Linked DNA regions of Anas platyrhynchos: region 1 is linked to region 2. Evidence: chromatin contacts called from public Hi-C data. All regions are on one chromosome and are shown on one strand. The core of a region is the stretch at or near the end of the contact, and the rest is flanking DNA. Distances in the headings are between cores, read along the strand shown. Region 1 holds the start of LOC140002593. Region 2 overlaps TTBK2 (tau tubulin kinase 2).

What was found. A called contact is a pair of places that touch in the nucleus more often than the background predicts.
Region 1: a contact with region 2 is called in a Hi-C map of F5 follicle, with 2.1 times the contacts expected there. The contact joins the promoter of LOC140002593 here to the enhancer-like site in region 2. A contact is called at or near these places in 3 of 8 Hi-C or Micro-C datasets (F1 follicle, F5 follicle and liver).

What each region holds. Positions count from the first base shown.
Region 1 is chr5:34,896,809-34,904,165 of IASCAAS_PekinDuck_T2T, forward strand. LOC140002593 reads left to right here and starts at 2,178. Exons shown (of 3, transcript XM_072038394.1): 1 at 2,178-2,194; 2 at 3,029-4,032; 3 at 5,815-7,357. The coding sequence starts at 2,178. The coding sequence ends at 3,983. It overlaps TTBK2 (tau tubulin kinase 2), which reads right to left and starts at 3,382. Exons shown (of 17, transcript XM_072038795.1): 1 at 3,035-3,382.
Region 2 is chr5:34,832,099-34,839,574 of IASCAAS_PekinDuck_T2T, forward strand. TTBK2 (tau tubulin kinase 2) reads right to left here. Exons shown (of 17, transcript XM_072038795.1): 14 at 5,303-5,551. Among named protein-coding and RNA genes, the nearest start is that of CDAN1, 26 kb to the left of the region's middle. Within about 2 kb of position 5,428, at least 4 of the 8 cell types and tissues checked have an H3K27ac peak or open chromatin away from gene starts, as enhancers often do. A contact at or near this core is called in F1 follicle and F5 follicle, where this site is marked.

The DNA.
Region 1 (7,357 bases), core at 928-3,427, 61 kb after region 2:
CATGGAATCAACCATGCAGTACAAGAAGCACAGAAAGACGCGCCTGAACATAAAGATGAACACATTTTTGAAGTCTTAACAACATATGGTTTTGTTAAAAATGCTAAGGACACAAGGACACCTTCAGTCTCCCACTCTGCCCTCCTTGTATGCCTTCCTCTCACATTCCATCCTTCCCTTCTTAAAACTCCTTAAGTTTTTAAATTAATGGAGAAAAATATTTGAAAAACAGTTTTGAAGAGTAAGTTCTTGGAAGTTACGACTTACAGGACTTCTAAAGAGTGGAGAAAAGATATTCAACTAGATAAAGAGGTGAAGGGTCACAAGGTCAAATTTTATTGTTTGCATTTTCTGCTACTTAGATTTCAAAATCAGTGAAGTATAAGCTAATAGAGAGGAGAAAACATCCACCACCACCAACAACGAAAACAGACTATAAATTGAAACTGCCAAGAAAGGCATCTCAATTCCATAATCAGCTTAAAAAAAAGTACCTGATTCCCATCAGAGTACACTACTTAGCAGCTAGCACTGAAGGAAAAAAAAAAAATGAAAGAAAGAAAAAAGACTACAATTCTAAAATTTTAATAAATATAATAAAGTTGTAAAGATTAAATAAAAGATTGGATGATATTTTCAAAAAAGTAATTCTGAAGGAACACACAAGATATGGTTATTACCAGCCACACTATTCTACTAGTTAGTGTTTCCCAACGAAGGCAGGGAAGTTAACTTTTATTCCATCACTATCTGACATGGAATACAGGACAAGCATTAAAGCGCTCTGTTAGTGTATGAAAAGCAGAAAATTAAAGTGCCCCACTTATTTGTACTCTACTGCCTGAAATAATTTCCTCTTCTTCAAGTTAAATATATTAATTCCCATTTAAGTAGACCAAACACGAGCCTATTAAAGGAAAACAAATAAAAGATTAAGCATTTGAACAAGTTTCTTTCATCGCTGACAAGAAATCAAGTTGATGCTAAGTAATTTTTAAACAAAACCTGATGTGCAGTTCTTGGATTCCTTACGGTACAGCTTGCATTTAGACAATTTGGCTCATTTTAATTCTTGCACATCTCTACTTGAACAATTAGCCTGTCAGATGGACCTTCTAGATGCACGGCGAAATAATTGATCCTTGAGATCAATCAAACAAAGCTCAGGTTTCTCCTCCATGGGAAGAGAGTGCTTTAAGAGTTAGGCAGGGGGAGGAAGCACAGAGGCTGGTCCATGTCAGACGCATCCCTGTGAGACCACTGAGGATCCTGCTATCTTACGTTGAAGAGGCAGCTGCTCTCCTCCCCTCTAGCCAAACACAAAGGCTTTGTGTGGTGGTTTAACACAGCAGGAGAAAGACACAACACAAAACACAGAAAAATACAGTTAACTATACATCTCCTGTTGCTGAGTATCACTTCATTCCCACTAATTAAACAAGGCTTAGCTAAAACAGAAAGCATGGTAGTGTATCAATATACCACAGAGCACAAATTCACATGCTAAGTAAGTGTTTAACAGTATATACACATATATAAAGAACTGGTAGAAGCCGGTAATTTAGAAATCAGTTTCAAACAGTGAAAGCTTCACTCACCTCTCTCTTTTATCACACTCAGAAACCTTACTTGATTTAATCACTCACTGGAAAAACCTTGCTGGAATTTGTGATGTTAGAGGTAAGACAAACTGCAACATGCAGAAATAATACTACGACTATACTAAACATAACAAACATCTTGCTACCTCATCCTCTCAATTTGCTCTTCTCAGTCTAGCCCCTAAAATGACAAGTGTTAAAAGATGCTGGATTTCAAGAGCACAGTGATGTTTCAGTGTACTGACGTGATACTGTCAGAGGTAACTGATTCCATCTTTGCTTTTTTTAGAACTGCCTTAATGCATTGTTTCCAAAGTAACTTTTCACCAATGAATACATGCATGCTGCAGTCAGACCTTCTTATATTTGTATTTGTTTGGCTTGTAAAAAGATACAAACATACTTCTTGTTTATAAAGTTAATAAAGTTCCAATACTTTTTTATGTGTGATTTACATTGTAAGACAAAGGAATCATCGGTGGGAGAGCTTTCTTTGCAAATTAGCACAGAATAACACCGTTAGGCACACTTGTTCCAAGAGTTCATGTTGTAAGGGCCACCCTCAAAAAACCCAGAATGAATGGAGTAGCAAAGTAAGCTCCAACCTTTGGTTTTCTCAGAAGCAGCAGCTAAAAGGCAGCTAACAATCTATACAAGCATAGCGTGCGTTGAGGAGAGGCAGGGCATTAACTATGCAGAACAAATAAAATTCGAGCTGCTTTTTCCACAACCACACTGTGGAAACCGATCGGCCACTTCAAGGCTGTGGCGATTTCACCCAACCCAGAGCACGCCCAGTTTCAGGGCGCTCAGCCTCCCCACCGATGCCCCTTCCTAGTTGTGAAGGATTCGTCTCCGATTCAACTGGTTCTGCACGCGCAGCCGAGGACGGCCACCGCGAGCCATTTCATAACCCGGCTCCTCCGGCCCCTGTGACGGGAATTACCAACCCCTGCCGGGATGCGGAGGGCCGGGGCTTTTGCTGCGCCCCCAGCGGGGCCGCACACCCGCGTCCCCGACACCCGCGGCTCCCCCCTGCCCGCACCCAGCCCCGCCGCGGCTCCCCGGGGGCTCCCCGGCCCCTCTCCAACCTTTGTCCTCCCGCCGCCGAGGAGCGCAAGGACGCGGGGGCAGCCGCGGTGTCGCCGTGCGGCTGGAAGCGCAGCCCGGCCGCTTCCCCCCCCCCCCGGGGCCGAGGACCCCCCCCCCGCGGCCTAGCCGGGCGCAGCCGGCCTCGCCTAGCGATGCCGCCGGCGGCCTGACAGACGGACAGGCGGCCGGGCGGGCGGACAGACGGACAGGCGGCCGGCCCTGCCCGCGCGCGGCCGTTGGGCGCGTGCCGGGGCTCGGCGCTGAGGGGAGACGAGGGGGGGATAAGGGGGAAGGGGGGGGGGGGGGGACTGTGAAGCGCCGCAACCCGCCCGCAGCCTCACCTGGAACGGCGCCGAGGCCAGGCGGTGCTGGCGGTGCCGGCGGCTCCCTGAGGAGCCCGGCGGCCCCCGGGGAAGGGCTGCGAGGCGCCGGGGGTGGGGGGACGGCGGCGCTACAGCGGCCCCCGGGCCAGCCTCCGCCCCATGGCGTGCGGCGCGGTCTCTATGGCGACTGCGGGGCCGGGACGGAGCCGGCCCGCCCGCCCGCGGGGAGGGCCGAGGGCTCGGCGCCGAGCCGGGGGCGCTCAGGGGGCTGCGGAGCGGCCCGCGGCCCCCCCCCGCGTTAACCCCCTCGCCGCCGCCATCCCCGCGGCGCCGCCGCTCGCAGCCCGCCCGCTCCGCCGCCTCCGCCGCCCTTCCTCGGCCGCCGCGCCACCGAGCCCGCTGCCCGCCGGGGCCCGCCCCCTTCCAGCCTCCCGCGGCGCCGATTGGGCGGCGGCGGAGATCCCCGCGGGGGGATTGGCTGGCGGCGGGGTCAATCACGGGGAGGGAGGAGGACGGGCTTGAGGCGGCGGCGGCGGGGCCGGGGTTGGTTGAGCGGCGCGGAGCCCCGCCGCAGCCGCCCCCGCGCGGTGCTGAGGGGACGGCGGGGCCCGGCCGGGCCGCGGGGCTGCAGCTGGAGCCGCCTCCTCGCCGGCCCCGCTGCCCGGAGCTTGGGGCTCTGAGGAGAAGGGCTCTGTGCTTCGGGGGGCTGCGGCCAGGTGCTCGGCCCCCGATACGTGCGCGCCGCCACGTACCGGCTGCAGGGGGCCCGGCCGGCAGGGCAGCTGCGTTAGGAGGAGCGGGATGCGGGTGCCTGCAGCTCGGCACAAAGCAGGGACCCGGCCCTGGGGCTGCCGAGCCAGCCCTGACTGCTGGCACTTGCTCAGGGGCAGCTCCACCAAGGGGCTTCTTCCGTCAGAGAGAGCTAACGTTTCTCCGGCTTGGAAAAAGAAGAAACTGCATTTCTTAAAATTCGTGCTACTTTTCTGAAGACAACATCTGCAAGTGTATCACGTCAGGTATCATGGCCACAACTGATGCCTTTCTTAGTCCCCAGGTGTTTGCATGTAACACTCTGGATCTAAACTTTCAAGGAAAAAAGTTTCCAGCTCTTTTGGATACTAAGTTAATGCTTAATATGTATAGTCTTTCTATTTACTGCTGAAATCAGTAACATCAGGAGGTATTAATGTTACCATCCATTCCCCAGCAGCTGAACTAATGTTCAGCTACTTAAATGTCTTCATGTTCAACTACTTAAATGTCATCTTCCTCTTTTTTTTTTCCCCCTAACAATTAAAGTAAGAAAAATTTTAATAAGAAAGCTAAAACCATGAAGGAGTGTTCATCTTATGAATGGAAATGAAGGAACCCTGGTCTTACATACTCAGGAATGGGGTCAGGAGGGTTGCTTTTATTTTCTTCAGTAGCATAACTTTTCCCCAGTTGCAAAATGGAGTTTTGCCTACCTTTGACAGACATTTACAAGTTCTCTGATGAAAAATATTCTACTGGACCTAAATACTCTTCCAAACCTGTCTCTTAAAGTGACTGCAAAGGTGAACCTCTGTCAAGGATAGATCTGTTCTTTATACCCACTCCTCTTACGTGCTAAACAAATAATTTTTTTCACGTTCCCTCCTGACAGCACTGCCTTTCCTAAATTCCAGTGGAAGGTAGATGACTTCCCTAACCACTTCTTGTTTTAAATAATGCCAGCAAAACCTCCTTTGTGCTAGGTGTAACTGGGAGCTCATAAATATGAATCCACCTCTTCCTTATTGCTCCCCAAATAATGATGTGTTGCCTGAGGTGTACAATTCTTCAGGAAAATTTTCTGATTTGATTAAAGAGAATGGAAAGGCCTTAACAAGCTTGTTTATCTGGTTTGTCTGTTTACCTATTTATCATTGTTAAACCAAAGGGCATAGTTTTTCAGTTTGTAACTCTGCATGTTAATTCACTGTCTAATATAACCACACTGTCATGCCCAGCATCATGCAAATCACATCATTAGCACACATCTTCTTAGTGTACTGTTAGTCAGCATGCATGCTGCAAGCTTTAGAAGACCAAATTCTCTTTCCCTTCGTCATCAGCGAGCTTTCAAGTTCTAGCAATCTGTTATGTCACTCGTTTTCAAATTACCAAGGAATCTTCATAAGTAGACAAAACTTGCATGGTTCAAATAAAAGTCAAGCAGGGAAAAAATAAACTAAAACTGAGCCTTCTCAAAAGGAAAATCTGTTTCCACTTAAGCGCAGGAGGTCTTTACAGAAAGGATCTAATCTTCTTGAATTCACTGCTCCAGAAATATACCAAGAGGTTCTTCAAGGCTTTCTGTTCTACTATTTTTGGTACAAAGATGATGGTAAATATAACAGATAACAGCATTTCCTCTCTCAGCGCAAACTTGCAGAATTATCTTCACCACAATAAATAAATAAATAAAATCTTTATGTAACTATGGAATTAAGCTACTCTAGACTTTTTTACTGTAGTGCAATATGTTAAGCTTAGATGCATAGGGTTGACTGGATCTAGAAAAAGCTACCCTGAGCCAAAAACTGTCCTACACCTTCTCTTCAGATTGTACTGTGATTTTTTGTATGGGAGTTTGTCATGCAGCCTTTGAATCGGTATATCAAATGTATGTGAGGTAAGAGCCACCTCTGTATCTGCATGGAATGGTAATGAGCGTTCTAGATCTTCATATACAAGAAAGCTCTTAAAAACATAACAAAGATAAACATTTAACTGTGATGTAGCTGCAAATTCATCTAGTCATCTTTCTTTACTAGTTCTTCTGTAGAAAGAAAAGGGGAAAGAAGAGGAGCTTCAATCTGTTGCAGATCTCAGTCTACTTCTGCTATGGATATTCTCTGGAGGGCAAGTTCTCACATGTACATTTTACCTGTCTCTGCCTGTTAACAGTATACTTATATATTTCTTTTAAAAACTGTTACATCGCTTTCATTATTCCTGAGAAACACTTACACTGAAATTAAGCTAACATTTTTATCATTTTATATTTGTTCTGAAAATATCACTTTTATAGATTCAATGATTAAAATCACAGGAAGGAGAAGATCATGATTTGCATCAGCAAAGTTTCAGATACTTCTCGGAGAAGAATTTCACCCTGGAATGCAAAAGAACAAGTACTAGAAACAACTGTCTGCTAGTTCAACTTTTCTGAAGCCCAGAGGATTAGATCAGCAGACAGTCTGTTGTTTCCAAAACAGAGGGGAAATAAAGTTATATAGCAAAGTTTTCCTAGTTAACTGTTGTAAAACACCACGAATGGGCATCACTGGATTTGTTTTGAAGATTTTTAAGTATCTCAGGTGGTCAAAAGAGCAAAGTAAAAAGCACGCTGTCTTGTCATAGTTCAATCCTAAATGTCTAACTTGGCTATAGATTGCAAGGAGACAAAAGCAAAGTGCTGCAGTCCAGAACTCTGTAGCTGGAAAGTAAGATGATTATTGCCATAAATTATTCCAAATTCCAAAGGCATACCGAACAAAACTTTATGGAAAGCTATGACCAAATAAACAAACAAAAAAGAGATAAAAAGTTACTTGTGCTGGTAAGAAAACTGAGCTCCTACTGTGTTTCATAGATCATGATTTCTAGACACAGACTGTCAATAAAGCATTTAGTCGCCACTGAAGGGACAGAAGGATCTTGGATCTTTTTCAGAAGAGCTCTAAGAGCAGTGTCCAGTCATTGTTTTTTGTCTATTCGACAGCTTCAGAAACTTTTTGGAGTCTTTTTTTTTTTTTTTTTTTTTTGTAATGGTCTCTTTTCTATACCTTTCTAAAAGAATATCAGAAAAGAAAGTCAAGATGTCCTGATTAATGTTGTTTAGTTCAAATGTTGTCTAGAGAGTGAGAAATGACATCAACATCAGTCATATAATAAAATGAGAACAGGGAGACTTCCTGATTAGAATGGGAGATCCAGAATTGAGGACAAATGTGAAAACTCTATGTCTTAATATTCTGCTAGGAGAAGAAGGGTTAATTGGCAGTGGTGCAGTGCACCAAAAGTACCGATGCTATGAGTTATGGAATAGGAAAAGGAAATTTTACCTCATTATGTAAAGGGAATTTTGTTTTGAGCCCTCATAATATGTACATAATTCCATTTTGCAAAAAGCTTCCTGATGACTGGCTTGTGATGTTACAGTACCTAGTGAATAAGGCATGAAGGTGCGTGGTCTTATTATGAATAAGGCTGTAAATATTGATTCTGGTCTTCAGAAAATAGTTACAGACAAGATGGTTACCAACCTACAATACAGGTCCACTCCCCAGCTTTTCTATGGCTAAACTAAGGCTA
Region 2 (7,476 bases), core at 4,178-6,677:
AAATTATATAATTGTAGCTTAGAAATATTAGAGACTCCTTCTTACCACTGGTTCCAGTTTTAGTGTTTTCAAATTTTCCTTTTCCAAAAAGTTCTCTTTCTTCCCTATGAAAAACCAGCTAATTGGGAGAAAATGCTAGGATACTGATAAATTCACAATCTTCAAGTAAAGATTGTTGTTTTTTTTTTTCCCCTGTAATTCTATTTGGACCTCGTTTTAATGATAACAGCCAATTTTTGACACAAGAGTTAATCAGCTCACTCTGGGAAATTGCAGATCATCTAGCTTTCCTGAAACACCTTCACTTGTCCTGTGCTAATGAAATTTGGATGCTTGAAAAAATTTACTAAACAACATATGTTTGGGATAATATTGCAATTTTTAAAAATATAATAAAAATTGATCATGTCAAGGACAGACAAGAATAGATGAACCATGCGGTTAAGAATTTTGAGAATCTTAAAAGTACTGCAGATTCCACAAAACACATATGTTAAAAAAGCAACTTTCGTGGTGTTTTATTTTCTTTCTATTTTTTCCTCTCATTTTATTTTTGACCCATCCTTCACTGCAGAATTCTAACAGTGCATGTGAATGCTTTTACTAATGCTAATTTATTGCCCTGATCTTCACTGTAACTTTGCTGTTGCTGCTGCTGATAGAGAAACTTGCAGAAGGGAAATGACCAAGAGGATCCTGTCAATAAAAATTGATCTGTTCTCCACAGGCAACACACTATTTGAAAAAGTTTAACAGGTTCCTACTGACTGCTTGTTTTCCTCCACTGTCCATTCCATAATTTGTACCTTGGAAAGCTTCCACTGAAAGCACAGCTAACCTAACTCTCTGTAATTTTTAATTTTAATTCTAAAACACTGAAGACAGACGTGAAAAAAGAATGTCTAAAGAATTTCTCTCCTTCAGATAGAAGGTCCTACCAAGCACTGTAGGTAGCATTTAGATTTCCAAATGTCAAGCAATTGCCTCTGCAACTTGGGCAAAAGCAATAAATAGGAAAAAAAATAAATACTTCTTTGCATGAGGAGGAGAATTTGTAGATGAAAAACGTTCCAAAAAAAAAATCATTACCAGTTTGAAACCCAATTGCTTAAAAGAATATCAGTAACCTGTGGGCTTATGGGCATCTTTGGGAAATCCTTTCTTTCCTTATGAAATAACACTTTCTAATATTCCTGAATGCTTCCTAACATTCCTAATATGTGTTTTTGTATTAAAAATCCACATACTCCAGAGAAACTTAGTGACAAAGAAAACAGCGACACTATCGCTAGAGATCATATGTTGATTGCCCTTCCAAGTACCAACCAGTAACAACTGAAAACAGCTGAATCTAAGATTGCCTTTGAATATGGTCATAAGCGTTATCAAACAACTGCTTTCACTGAGGATGTGTAACAGCTGTAACATCATAGCAAATAGTAAGCTCCTGGGAAAATACTTAAACTACATGCCAACTCAATACAGATTCCATCAGGATAGGGTAGGGCATGACATCTCTGTAGTTCCTGGAACCCAAACCCTCTTTACCACACTCAACTTCCATGATGGCAGCATTAAAAATCAGACTCATTGAGCAGAGAAAAACCTTTCCCTCTTTTCATTCTAGAACAAAACTATTTGATAACGTAATATATCTAAATTGGACAAATATATCCATTACTGACATTTCTAGACAGGTAGAATGCTAAACCAATGCTTTAGCTAGTTGAGTTCTAATTCAATCCTAATGCACATGACAGCGACAAGTTAATAACACTGACAAACTAAGAATAATTTTAAAAGAATAGGCTAACAATAGAGGAGCATTTTGCATTTTTTGTTTCTTTGTGGGTAAGAAAGCAATTATTAAATGTGGAAATCAGCGTAAACATTTATCTCTTGCGATTGCAGACTAGTGATAACCTGCCAAAAATCAGTTCATGAAAAACAGCAAAATTTTACATTTACATGCACTCCTGACTGAAAAGCCTACAATATCCATAAAAGAATAACTATTACAAGGGGTATAAATTTATTTTCTAAATACCCCTTGAGCATGTCAACAAGTCTTACCTTATTCTTCCATAGGCACCTGAATTCCAGTGAGATGCTTAAAAATTAAAGTAATTTTTCCAAGTCAGATCAGCATATTACTTCTCATCTTGGGTATGAATAAGTACATGGTGGTTTGTATTTCCACAGCATCTCTTGTGGAAAGATTTCAGAGCATTTTGTAACTAATAACATAACTATATACCAATAAAATAGTTTTTAAACTGTTGCAGTAAGGTAGATTACTGGGAAAAAATAAGACCTATGAGAAAGTATTTGTGAAAGTGCTAACCAATTCCAACTGCTTTACCTGAGAAGGAACAACTACAAAATCATTAAAATAAAACTAATCCCTTTTGTACATGTCTCATCACGTATTTAAAAAACTGAAGATATGTAAAAAAGACCTACAAATCTGGAATCCACTTTTTTCAGGGCTGAATCTGAAACAGACAGCCAATTTAGATTTATTCTAGATGGCTGCCACAGCTAGAAAAAGTTTTTATATCTTATTAGAGAACTAGATCTGAGAAACCAAGAGACTGAAATCCAAGGTCACTAATTCTGATTGTTTCTCAAGAAACAGTTATATATTTAGCACAACATCTACCTAAGCAATCTTTTCCTACACAGCTCTGGCCCGTTGTTACTGCACTCACATCACCTTTTCCATGGATCTCACTCAACACTCTATGCATTCCTCTGATGAGCAAAGTTCAGAGAAGTTACCTGGCTGAAAAATTCACAGAAAGAAAAAAAACCGTCATGTTTCAGGAGGATTTGCTGTACAATTTGACCACTCTATTTAAGAAAAGGATGCTAATAGCACTGTGACCCCACTTTTCAGATTCAAGTACTGTCAAAGAATTCATTCTGTCTTTTGTTGGCTCTAATGCTGCAAATTGAATAACTAAGGAGAGGTGAAACAAACCACTCCAATTCTCTTACATCATATATGTATGGCAAGAGAGGAGTTATGTTTATAGAAGAAATTAAAGTAGACCTACATCCTATAACCTTCAATGCACTAGTGAGTGAAGAATATACAGAAATTTCATGATCTCTCCTACATAATGTCAAACTAAAGAAGGCTGGGCTACAGCTCCTGAAGCCTCACTCATTAACAATCAGGAAAGAAAACTCCCTTGCCTGATTTCAGGAACAAATGTTATCATTTACTTTTTAGCACATGAAGAGAAATTCAACAGTAAATATCCCTGACCTCTGCAATTCATTAATTATCAATGTTGAACTAAATGGAAAACAGTAGGAAATACAGGAAAATATATTCAATACCAAATATTTATACAGGATAATACATAACAGTATTCAAATTATTTTTAGTATTTAATTGAAGAAGTGCTTCATGTCATTAACATGCATCTTTATCTTTCATACTTGCTAGGTACCTAACATTACTGTGATGTAGAAAATAGAAGGACATATAAAAGTATGTCGGTTCTTCAGTGAGCCAAAAAGCATGCAAGGCCTTCATTGTTGGAATCAACTAAAGATTCATGTGCTTGTAGTTTCCATAGCAAATGAAACACTGGAAGGTACATTCTCAGTAGAGTCCGGACTGTCAAAAATCACAGCTTGAAAAGGAACACAGCAGTCAGGGACTTACCAGGTAAAAAGAAAGAGAAGGCTCTGAATATTGTATATAATCTTCTCCCTTTCCCTTTTCCACTCTGCTCAGTAGCAGCACCTGGTACAATATCTATTCTTTTTCACATGACAAAAGAGTGTATCACTTCACAGCCCCCATTAATATTGCAGCTGTATTCATCTGTTGAGTACTAAGGAAGCCAGAGAAAACTCTGTATGAAAACCTACTTTGAGAATTGTGAGGAGCTTGCTAATGTCACCTGCAATACATTTGGATTGAAAAATTTAGATCATAGATATACAGGAAAAAAAAAAAAAAAGTCATTTTGCATCCCAGAATACAAATGCTGAAGCTTAATTTCTAATGAGTTAATTTCTACAAAGTCCTTTTCCCTAGTCAATACTTCAGTCATCATGAAGAATGTGGTATTCTGGCATCCCATATCCCCATCAGGTTCACAATAATGAACCTTTGTGAGTTAGTGTTGGTCCATTTCCATAAATTGAGGGCAGAACTACTACGATTTTGTATTTAGGTAAAAAACAGCCTAGATCTGTTGTGGAAAAAAATACTGCTTTCTGGGTAGGAAGACCAAATGCTGGCATAAATACACTAACTGCTTTTTTTACCTTGTTATTACTCATCACTGATCATATTGAAGTTTGAAAGAATCTAATGTTGATGGATAACTTTTAAAAAAGCAATACTCCTGTGCATGCTTCATAGAAGAAAAATGTCTTTCACATATAAATAGTTATACTGAAAAATAGGTTGGAAATAAAAGACAACATAAAATATAATCCAAATTAAATATTAATGGTAAAATGATGATGATATGTTACGGTCTTATGCATCGATGCTAAATCATACTGCTTCACCAGTCAATGTGAGCTGATACTGCTTAGCAAATTTTTACGGCTAATACACAAATTATGGTTTACTTCAATTTGATTCTAAGCTTTCATCTTTCTCATAGTGTAAATAAACTGGGAACACAAAACTATGAAAACTTTACTTTCTTTAGTGACATTTCCATTAGCCATTACTCCTGTTAATTCCCACCTTTGCTTTGTATACTGTAAACAATTAATGAATTCTTGATGCCAAAGTAGCAATGTGACTATCTGTAAATCCTATTTTCTTACATTAAAATCATTTACAGTACTCCAAATTTTAATATGCGTTCCCAATTTAAAAATCTAACTAGTACTGATTATAGGAACACCTTTAAAAATTATTTTTAGTTCTGAACAAAAGAAAACTTTGTTTTCTGTATTTATTAATCCTAACTTTTCCAAGAGAAAATACCTCTGAGGATGTGAATCTATCTTCCAGAACACCCAGAAATGTTCGGTGCTCCAGATCATGATAACCCAAACAACATCTCTTTAAATATTCTTCTCTCTAATTTTACCTCCTCTAAATGGGACGATATATATTCTCGTAAAAATATTCCTGACTCTATTGCTTAATGAGATTCCCTAACTTGACCTTATCTTTCAAAATATTTTGTAAGATGTTGTGTACAGCAGTATGATTAGCCTATGCATATTACCGAAATGTGCAGAGCAACTAAAAAAATTAAACTTTGCAGATGACTGCTACAATGCAGTCACTGTTATGAAGATGAGGCTTATTCACCTGCTGAAGTTGTGCTTTTGAGATGCGAATGACAGGGGGAAACTTGTTGCCACAGGGAATGACAGGAAGCTGCCTACGACCAGTTGAGCGTGAGGAAGAGGAGTGGCTCTCAGCTGATTGACTCCTTGGTAAACCAGCCTCTTTCAGAGGGTCCGAGTGGATGGATAGATAGGCTATAGGGCTCATGGTGCGGAGGAGGGGACTTGAAATTCTTGGAGTGGAGAAATGCAGCATGTGAGATGAGCTGAGCTGTGAGAACAACATGGTGAGGAAAAATAAGGTTCAAAAATCAGTATTTTAAATAATTCTTGTTTATGTCCTGCATACATGCATTTTCCTAGATGTTTCCACTGAAAACTCTCTCTCAGGTTGGAGCTGATAATTTAAGAGGCATCTTAAGTCTAATTGTCAGATTTTCCATCAACTTTGAAAAACCCAACGTCAGAAGAGATCATCTGCTCTCTTGCTAGCTCCTGTCATTCAGTCAGAATCTAGGGCACAGTTAATAAACTCACACGGTCTGTTCCAAGGACACTGTGTACAGAGGCTAGCTGATTGTTGGCTGGTCCTTGCAAAATGCTTAGCACATCCATGCAGCAGTGTTGTTTTCTGTGACGACTACAATTTTAGCATATGTACCCACTGCATGCTTTACAAATATGACTGTACAGCTATGGCTATAGCAGTACATATTAAGAACCATAGCTTACAGGATTAATCAGTAAGATTAGCACTAAACAGTTCTGATGAAATTTCCCAAACGTGGGACAGAACTTGCAGGACATACTGACACAGGCCTGAAGCATCCATCAATAATTGCTTCATCTTGAACTATGTCCATCACTCAAGCATTTAGAAAAGAGGAAAAAAAAGGATTTCCAGCATCTCATAAGCAGCAACTGAGGGTAGAAGGTACATGAAAATTATACAGCTAAGAACTATGAAATAAATGGAAGTTTAAGAGCAGTTTCATTGATACAACATAGTAGCACCTCAATCTATAAAATCCTAATTTCAAAAATATTACCAAGTAGTAAAAAATAAGTAGATTCACAGTCAAACAACTTCTATTACCATGCATATATATTTTATATTAGGTTGCCAACCAAGTGTGACCAGAGCAAACAGCTGTTTAATTTAAACTGAAGTTGAAGAAAATGGCATTAGTTGGTATCTATTGGATTACTTTAACACTGTTATTATTTCTTTGATAAAATATCTGCTTGCAAAATATATGCTGCAAACAGTTTTGTACATGCACAATATAAAGGTCATCGCAATTCAATCCAAACATGGTACATTAATGAGGCCATGGTTCAACAACACAGCAGGTCCAGCACTTGGCTCTTAGAACCAGATCAAGAAAGAAAAAAAAGAGAGCACTATGATGCAAAGTGCTGCCCCAATATAAATTCCTGAACAGTCTAGATCAGTTCAAATTATTTTGTCAAATGAACTTCATTCCAGAAGATGTTACAGCAAACCAAGTACTGTCTGTCCTTTTGCAACATGAAAGCATACAGTCAGCATAGCATGCTACGAGTAATTCAACAGAAATGTGAGCAGGAGCACATGACTGAACCAGATCAAACTGGTATGTGCTGGGTAATCTGGTTATAGCACATAGAATCTGTTATTATGACTGATAACATGAAAATTAGTTCTCTTACAGCCAGGCTTTTTCACAGAAGATAGCACAATTTGCTGTAAATTTTTAAGCTTAAAAAATCACCAATCCAATAACTTACATGTTTTCCTCTATTTTTTATTTTTTTTTTTGAGTTCAGGTTTCCTTCCTGAACTACTGTAACCTTACGTTCCTATTAGGGGTGCTGATGCTGTTTGAAAGAGGCAAGAAATGTTATCATCAATTACAGGAAATACACATACACACATGATTTCAAGAAGAACATTTATCTACAAATGGAAGGACTGAAGACCAGTGATTTCTTTCCTTCAGGAGAAAATAAAATTGGGGTGAGTATATGAACCTTCAGTTTCTCATACAGAAACATCCTTGCTACTACTTAGTGAGCAATAAAGCCTTGTTCCCGTAAAAAGAAGAATAAAATTTAAAATGTATTTACAACAGTAAAAATATTTTATTCATGTTTTGTAACATTAAATTAATTAATTGTTCGCATATTTAACAAACCTATCAGAATTCTAAAGTT